2 separate regions of the Danio rerio genome follow, and region 2 is linked to region 1. Evidence: chromatin contacts called from public Hi-C data. All regions are on one chromosome and are shown on one strand. Each heading gives the region's core, a stretch centred on a gene start, on an enhancer-like site or on the middle of the called end of the contact. The rest is flanking DNA. Distances are from core to core; before and after follow the strand shown.

What was found. Hi-C and Micro-C count contacts between places; a contact is called where the count stands out from the background.
Region 2: a Hi-C map of embryo shows a contact between it and region 1, with 1.9 times the contacts expected there. The contact joins the enhancer-like site here to the promoter of clul1 in region 1. A contact is called at or near these places in 4 of 18 Hi-C or Micro-C datasets (caudal fin, embryo, fibroblasts and 1 more) and 1 of 4 datasets of contacts at active chromatin or transcription factors (caudal fin).

What each region holds. Positions count from the first base shown.
Region 1 is chr2:34,341,273-34,345,119 of GRCz12tu, forward strand. It overlaps clul1 (clusterin-like 1 (retinal)), which reads right to left and starts at 1,265. Exons shown (of 9, transcript NM_001099994.2): 1 at 1,229-1,265.
Region 2 is chr2:34,382,746-34,386,862 of GRCz12tu, forward strand. All of the region lies in intron 2 of colec12 (collectin sub-family member 12), which reads left to right. LOC141378367 (a long non-coding RNA gene) reads right to left here. Exons shown (of 5, transcript XR_012392658.1): 4 at 3,825-3,935; 5 at 52-2,904. Among named protein-coding and RNA genes, the nearest start is that of stam, 19 kb to the right of the region's middle. Within about 2 kb of position 2,801, at least 28 of the 62 cell types and tissues checked have an H3K27ac peak or open chromatin away from gene starts, as enhancers often do.

The sequences.
Region 1 (3,847 bases), core at 15-2,514:
ATATATATATATATATATATATATATATATACACACACACACACACACACACACACACACACATATATATATTCATGTTATATATCCTGCTTGCATTTGTGAGGTTATACAATTGTATCTGAATGAGTAATAAGCACATAAATATCTACATATTAATTTATATATTCACATATTGTAAATATCAATATAAGATAATGTTGTGATGAAATGTAAGATTGTCATAACTTTAATAAAATTCAGAGAGGTTATCCATCAAAACAAAAGTGAAATATTCAAGGAATGTCAAAAAGACACCAGAGGTGCTCAAGTTCACCAGCTTTACTTCATGGCTGGCCATCTGTTGTTCTAAATGAACACAACAGAGCCGTCACATTTGGCAAGTGGAAGTCAAAAGCTAACATTGTAAAGCTGTCACATCATACGTCATATATCTGGTAAAACAATCAGCCAATAATGTTTTACCATTATTATTTCTGTCCTAGTCTGATCAGCAGGGTGTTACACAACATTATTTAAAATGAGGACGTGCTTTTCAATCCATCACATCACATCACATGCTTAAGTAATTAACGAGTAAAGGCCACAGCTCAGTTTATACTTCACATATAAAATATTGACTTCCTCCTATAAACTATAACCTCTTATAAATAATGACACCCGTACATTATCTGTAAAGTAAATTTACATGCCTGATTGTTGTTTATTAGATCATTAATTTATCAAGATGACAGCTTACAATATTGGTTTGCATAGCTGTGAAATCCAGTGTATAAACAATAAATACTTAAATACTGATAAACAAATAAATACTGATTATAAACAATCACATTCACTTATAAATAAATGTTCTTATTAGGGATTTTTGGTTCCATGAAGAACATTTATCATCCATGAAAACTTAACATAACACAAAACACTCTTTATAGAGAAAAAAAAGTTTTTAAATGATAAAATGTTCCTCATGCTAATAATAATAGGGCTATTTTAAGATCTATTTGAGGAACTCAAAAAGTTTCTTTTGTGGCGTTGCTGCAAAACCTTTTATTTTTAATAAGCGCACTGGTATATTAAACTTTTCAGTACCTTTGAAATGATGACATTTGAAAGTATGTAAAGATAGTAATATGAAATAATATAATTTTATTAATTAACCATACTATGTGCTATGTTATATTATGTTATACACAGAACTGTGTGACATTATTAAGATTACAGGAGCAGAACTCACCAGAAATGTCCGCTTGATGTCTTGTGTGATTGATGCTGTGCAGAGAGGTGTGTTGTTTATCTCTACCTGAGCTTCTATTTATGCCTAAGTAGAACCAAAGACGATCCAATTAAAGCATTTAGAGGTTGTTGCCATTCCAGAAACTAGCTTTTGTTCTGACATACTTGGTGTACTTAATCATTTATATGCATGAATCTGTTTTCTGAACTGATTTTTCTGTCTGAAATTAGTTAATAAGATTTTTGTTGTTATTGTTTTTTTATTTGTTTACTTTTTGGTCCCACTTTATTTTGATGGTATGTTTTTTAAATTAAGTTACATTGCATCTACATGTCAACTAATTCTCATTAGATTATAAGTAGACTGTTAGGTTGGGGTTAGGGTTAGTGTAAGTTGACATGCACTTGCTAAGTTTCTTATAGACAGTTAAATGTCTGTTGAAGAAGCAGTATCAACATATTAGGCAATCTACTAATACTCAAACGGACCATCAAATAGAGTGTTACTACGTTTTTGAACAAGTTTATACAAGGATTGTGTTCATATCCAGTAACATTGTAAAAAAAAAACATTTTTTGCAATATAAAATCTTACTTTTCTGTTTAAATGTATTTTTAAAAAGTTGGCGCCAATAGCCTAGTGGTTAAGTGCGCCAACATATATTATAGCACCGTAGTGCTTACGGCGACCCGAGTTCCATTCCCTGCTCGGCTTCCTTTGCTGACCCCTCCCCTCTCTCTGCTCCCAATACTTTCCTGTCTGTGACCTTCACTATCTTATCCAAATTAAAGGTGAAAAAACCCTAAAAAATTATGAATAAAAAGTAATTTATAAATTTGATAGCAAAACTGAATGCTCAGATGCAACTACCTTTACATCTGTATATATACATGCACACAGCTTATTTCAGCTAGTTCCACGAAAATGATTTTAATTTAGTGTAACAAAATATCTAAAGCTAAACTTAAATGAACAAAAAACAAAACAACAAACAAAAAAAAAACTGAACAAAAGCTTGAAAAACCCGATGAAATTATAAAAACAAACTAAAATAAAAAGAACAGTTACTTAGTGTTTCTAACAACTTCTTTTACTTCTATGTTTCATTAAAAAGTTGTTCTGGCAAAGTACATGAGAAAGTCAAAAAAGTTTTTCTTCTGTATCTTGAGGTTTAAAAAGGTCTTGTTAGTTGGGTGTACATAACAGAGGAGGAACTGGCAACAAAGACATAGTGTAGGCCCACATTCTCCTAACGTTTCTCATTAGCGCACCATGTCCTTGTAAAAGTGCCCTCTCTTCAGGGCTTGTGACCCTGAAAATAGTATTTTCAAACGTCTAATGAGAACCAGCAATATGGGCCACTGGTATGTCCATCTCTGCTAAGTCTAAATGCACCTGTTTCTAATAAACCTATCTGGACCTGTCATGCTCATCCAGTGCCAAAGACCTGGTGGCTGGCACAGCAAAGATGAATTGTGGCTTTATGAACACAGAAAATTCCAAATCAAGGAATAAGGAATGACAGAACATGCAAAAAAAAAAAAAAAACAGCTAAACTCTATCACACACTCTTAAAAGTGTTAGGAAGAACCAAAAATTTTACCAGTTTACCAGTTCCAGTTTCAATTACCAGTTTCTTCTCTAAAATTATTGTATGTTAACATTGGATTGACTTTAAATACTATAAGACCTTTCCAGAATCATTTTGGTTCATTTATATTGCTTTAGCAAATGATATTTTGGTAAAAGCTCTTAAGGGAAAATGTCTTAAGTTTAAACAGGTCTTAATTTTGCTTTGTTCAGGTAAAGCTACTCAATCAAGCTGACATCTTTTTATATTGTTTTATATTAAGTTTTATATTGCAAAGAGACACAATTCACAACAGCTGTTAGATACTTTTACAGCAATTTCACCTTATTAAATTCCCTAATCGGGGGAAAAACAAATAATAATACCAGGCCATTAGAAAAAAATCCTAGTCTTTAACCCTGAATAAGTAAAAAAAAAATATTCATAATGGTCTTAAAAGAGTCTTAAATGTCTTAAATTAGACTTGATGAAACCTGCAGAAACCCCGCTATGGTTTGTAGAAGAACAGTATCGACCCCTTTATCTCCCCTGTCTTAAGTTTTCTTTCTTTCCAGTTTGTTGTTGCTGTTCATGTTACCTTCTAGACATGTTTCTCAGCTTCACACTATTGACCAGTCCAGCCCAGTGCTGTCTTGTCCCATATGTATTAAGAGTTGCTTGCTATGAATCTTTGTGGAATCTTACCTGTAGAGTGGAATCTTTCCTTGTGGAGTCTTCAGTCAGTCTACCAGCTACCTGAAGACGGAAGTCTACCATGGGTTTCTAGATCCACCCTGGCTTACTGCAGCAGGCTAACGTTGGGTTAACCTGATATTGGTTTTTGATGTCAGTCTGATGTTTGGTTTAGTCAGTATGATGTTAGGTTCTGGAGTCAGTCTCATGTTGGGTTCTGGAGTCAGCCTGATGATTGTAGTGTCAGTTTGATATTGGGTTTTTAAGTCTGCCTGATGTTGGTTTATGATGTTACTCTGACACTGGGATTTGACATCAGCTTGACATTTGTGACCTCAGTCTGACATTGATTTCTG
Region 2 (4,117 bases), core at 1,551-4,050, 43 kb after region 1:
CAACACTATTACCTTCAATCCACACACAGCTTTGGCAAAGGGTCCAGCTTTACATTTAAAACCTTTTATTTTTGATTAGTTTTGCAGGTTTGGAGCAACATGGAGATGACAGAAGTGTTTTATTTCACTGATTTCCATCTATTTTTTCTTTCTTTTTAGGTTAGGTTAAGTTAGGTTAGGTTAGGTCAAGGCTGCCCAAACTTGGTCCTGGAGGGCCGGTGTCCTGCATATTTTTGTTTTAACCCCAATTGAACACACCTGATCTAGCTAATCAAGCTGTTTCTAGGTATACTAGAAAGCTACAAGCAGGTGTGTTTAAGAAGGTTGGAGCTAAACTATGTAGGACACCGGCCTTCTAGGACCGAGATGGACACCTCTGGGTTAGGTTACTTGATTTATACCTGAAGGTAGATTTGGTTTGCAGTCAAGAGTCCTCATATCATAACAATACCACACAAAAACTCACTTAGAGCCAACAACAAATGGACATAAAGACATAAAGCATAAATATACAAAAGTAAATAAATAATCGCTTCAAGTGCCCACCCCCCAAATAAATATTTAAAACAATTTAAAAAAATGTCAAATATGCAAGTCACAGAAATACCTCTGCTTTGGTCTATTTAAATGTCTAATGGCTGGTGGTATGAAACTATTTTTGTGTTCTTTAATTCTACAGCCTGATACTAAAAAAGGAAGGATATGAAACTCTTGAGTGTAGGGGATGAGCTGCATCCCTTATAACTGAATTTGTAATTCTCTTTTGCTGCCTTGTTTACACAGCCTCCAGATTGTTTTTATTCTTAAAAGAAGAATTCCTAAACCATGACACCTATGTAAAAGATAAATTGGATTCAATAAATCATGGTGAAATAAAATCATCATGTGTTTATCAATATGAAAACAGTTAAACTTTCTCAAACAGAACAGTTGCTGGTGCCCTTTTTTACACACTGCTTCACAATTCTCATCAAACGAGAGTTTCGAGTCAATAATTGTGCCAAGGTATATGTATGATTGCACACTTTCGACAGTCTGATTTTTATTGGAAGTGTTCACCTGTGTGTAAGCAGAAGACATGACTCCTCACACCATCTGACAAAATCCGTAAGTACTGGACCATGAGCTGTTTCATTATCACAACGTTGGCTGACAATGACAGTGTCATCTGCATATTTAATAATGGTTCTATTTTCCCTCCTACACTGGCGCATATTTGTATCAGGGATGTATAACAGAGGTGAAAGAACACATCCTTGTGGGGATCCGGTTGAGGAGCAAGCTTTATCAGATAAGCATCCATTCACTCTAAAACTTTGTGTTCGATTATGCCAAGCTCAGACTGCATGATTTTAGCCCCGATTTTGTCTCGCTGACAGGTTTTGAGAAATCGCCAATAAATACCTGTAATCACAGGCAAATTGGTGCTCTTTCACGTGGGTAACAGTCACACAATGTGAACTATCAGAAACGCAATCTGAGAGAATCGCCAATGAGTCGCTGATGCCTGTAAGATATTTGTCATACTAAATATCTGGAGATAGCGGCGATTCAAATTATGCCATGTGAAATGAGTTTTGACTGACAATAACATCGGCGATCACCTACAGCCAAGGAGAGAGCAGCATTCACTAGTGTGGGTATCTGCAGGCCAGCAGGGGGTTGTGGGAGAAATTAAAAGCGCTTATTTTTTATTTATTTGGACCCGAGAAATTGAGGAAAACTAGTGGAAATTTGGCAGGAGCACCCATGTCTGTTTGACATGCCATCTGGACAATATCACAACTGGGTCAAAAAAGAAAATAGTTGAGGAGAAATTATGCAAATATGTACATTTTCTACCCCATTAAAGTTTTATTTCTCATTATGTAGTTAATTACAAAAGATATGCTACGTGTTTTTGGTTGTGAGACGTAGTTTGGACAAAGTTGTCATCGATTCTTCCTATTCTAAAGTCATGAAACCCCCTGTCGTGGAACCATCTTGCAGTGTAAACAAAGCAGCGACACAACGCTAGCACAGATAGTCATGCAGTGTGAAAACATCTGTGACACGACTACTTTGAAAATTATGCAGTCTGAACTCGGCATAAGTTAAGAAGTTAAGGATCCTGCCCATCAGGTTATTACCAAGGTCAAACTGTTCCAGCAGTCTACTAATTAAAATGTGAAGTTGTGTTAAAAGCGGAGGAAAAGTCGAAAAACAAAAGCTGTATTTTTATAAGAACCGTTTTTCCTTCCCAGCTGTAGAGTTGTAAGCTGAAAAGTCTTGCTGGTTTCCCTATGTGTTGTGCGACTGCACACATTGAAGTGTCCCATCTTGGAATTCCTGTTATCTAAAAGCACATCTGTACTTCCTCTGTGAAATTAGCTCTTCCCTCCTGATTCTGAAAGCATGTGTGAAAAGGGCAGAAGGAAAATAAAGCTGTCTGCTTCATCTTGCTTCAGTGCTGTAAATCGGGAGCAATTTGTCCATCTCTAGTTAAGACTTTTCATTAGGTGAAAGAAACACAGCAATAAACACTCTCCAGCCATGCATTTCTTGTTTTCTTTTTTCCCCTCTGTCCTTTGCACACCCCAGTGACCCACAGCCAGAGGTGGTGATGTTGCTTGTTTATATGGTGTGGTTTGGTTGTAGTTGAGTGCAGTTGAGATGGTGGGGGCCTGAACTCCCCCACACAGACCACCTCACCAAACCCCCCCCCCTACATCCGGGGCCATTGCTCGGAGGGCCCTTTAAGGCGTTCTGCCATGGTGTTTACACAGATGTGTGGGCCTAAAGACAGGCTCCCCCGCGACCTGCCCACCCCCAGCTCTCTCCTGGGGCTTTCATTTCAGCCTGACCTGGATGCCATGGCTGCCACTCTGACCATAGGCTGATAATGTAAGCCTCGTTCTGGAATGTCTGGAGAGATAGTGGACATGTTTATTAGCTGAGCCTCAACTTAAATGCAACAGAAGTCCACTGCTGAATGTCATGCTTTTGTTGTTGTCCTCGTGTGACACTATTAAATCGCTCTAGTCTAGATCTAAAGGGAAACCAATTGTAATCAGAAACAGATTGACACAGATCAGTCATTCTTGTTCAGGGCAAGCATGACACATGTGCTTTCACCGCGGTAAAGTTCTGATGGTGTAGTTTCAGCTTGACTCATAAAAACAAACAGCGGGGCAGTTATTCGCGTCCACTATCATGTGGTGAAGTACTATGATCTCTAAAGCTGCTTTGCGTGAAATCGCTGAAATATTTGTTTGTCCCTTGGAATTTGATTGTGTCTTGAAGGAATTTCCTGACGGTGTTTCAGATGTTTTGTTATGTTAGGTCGGGGGGTAGTTAAGTAGAGGATTACTTTACATAGCAGAGGTCATTATTACCACATCAGAAGAAGGAAATATTAAATCAAGGAGCTAATGAAAAAAATAAAAGGAAAAGGGATAGTACACACATTCTGTCATCATTGACTTTCTACTGTGGAACGCACAAGTGTGAAGTCTTTTTCTATATGGGCTGAAGAGGAGATGTCCACTGAGGAAATGAAATGATGAAGTGATTTGGTCACACTTTCCAATAAGGTTCATTAGTTAATGTATGTACTAGCATGAACTACGGATGAACAATACTTGTATAGCAGTTATTGCATAAATATCGCATTATTTAACATTCAAATTCATGCTTGTTAACATTAGTTATTGCAAGTTAACTTGAACTAACAATGAACAACTGTATTTTCATTAACTAAAGTTAACTAACATGAACAAATACTCTATTAAATCTATAGTTCATTGCTTGTTCATGTTGTTAGTAAACAATTTTTATTTATTTACCTTGCTTCAGCTTAGTCCCTGGTTAGCAGAGGTCACCACAGTAGAATGAACCGCCAACTATTCTGGCCCATGTTCCACACAGCGGATGCCATTCCAGACGCAAACCAGCACCTGGAAACACCCATACACACTCATTCACACACTTATAAACTACAGCCTATTTAGTTTAGTCAATTCACCTGTACCGTATGTCTTTGGACTGTGGAGAAAACCCACGCCAACACTGGGAAAACATCCACTCAGAAATGCCAACTGACCCAACCAAGAATTGAACCAGCAACCTTCTTGCTGTG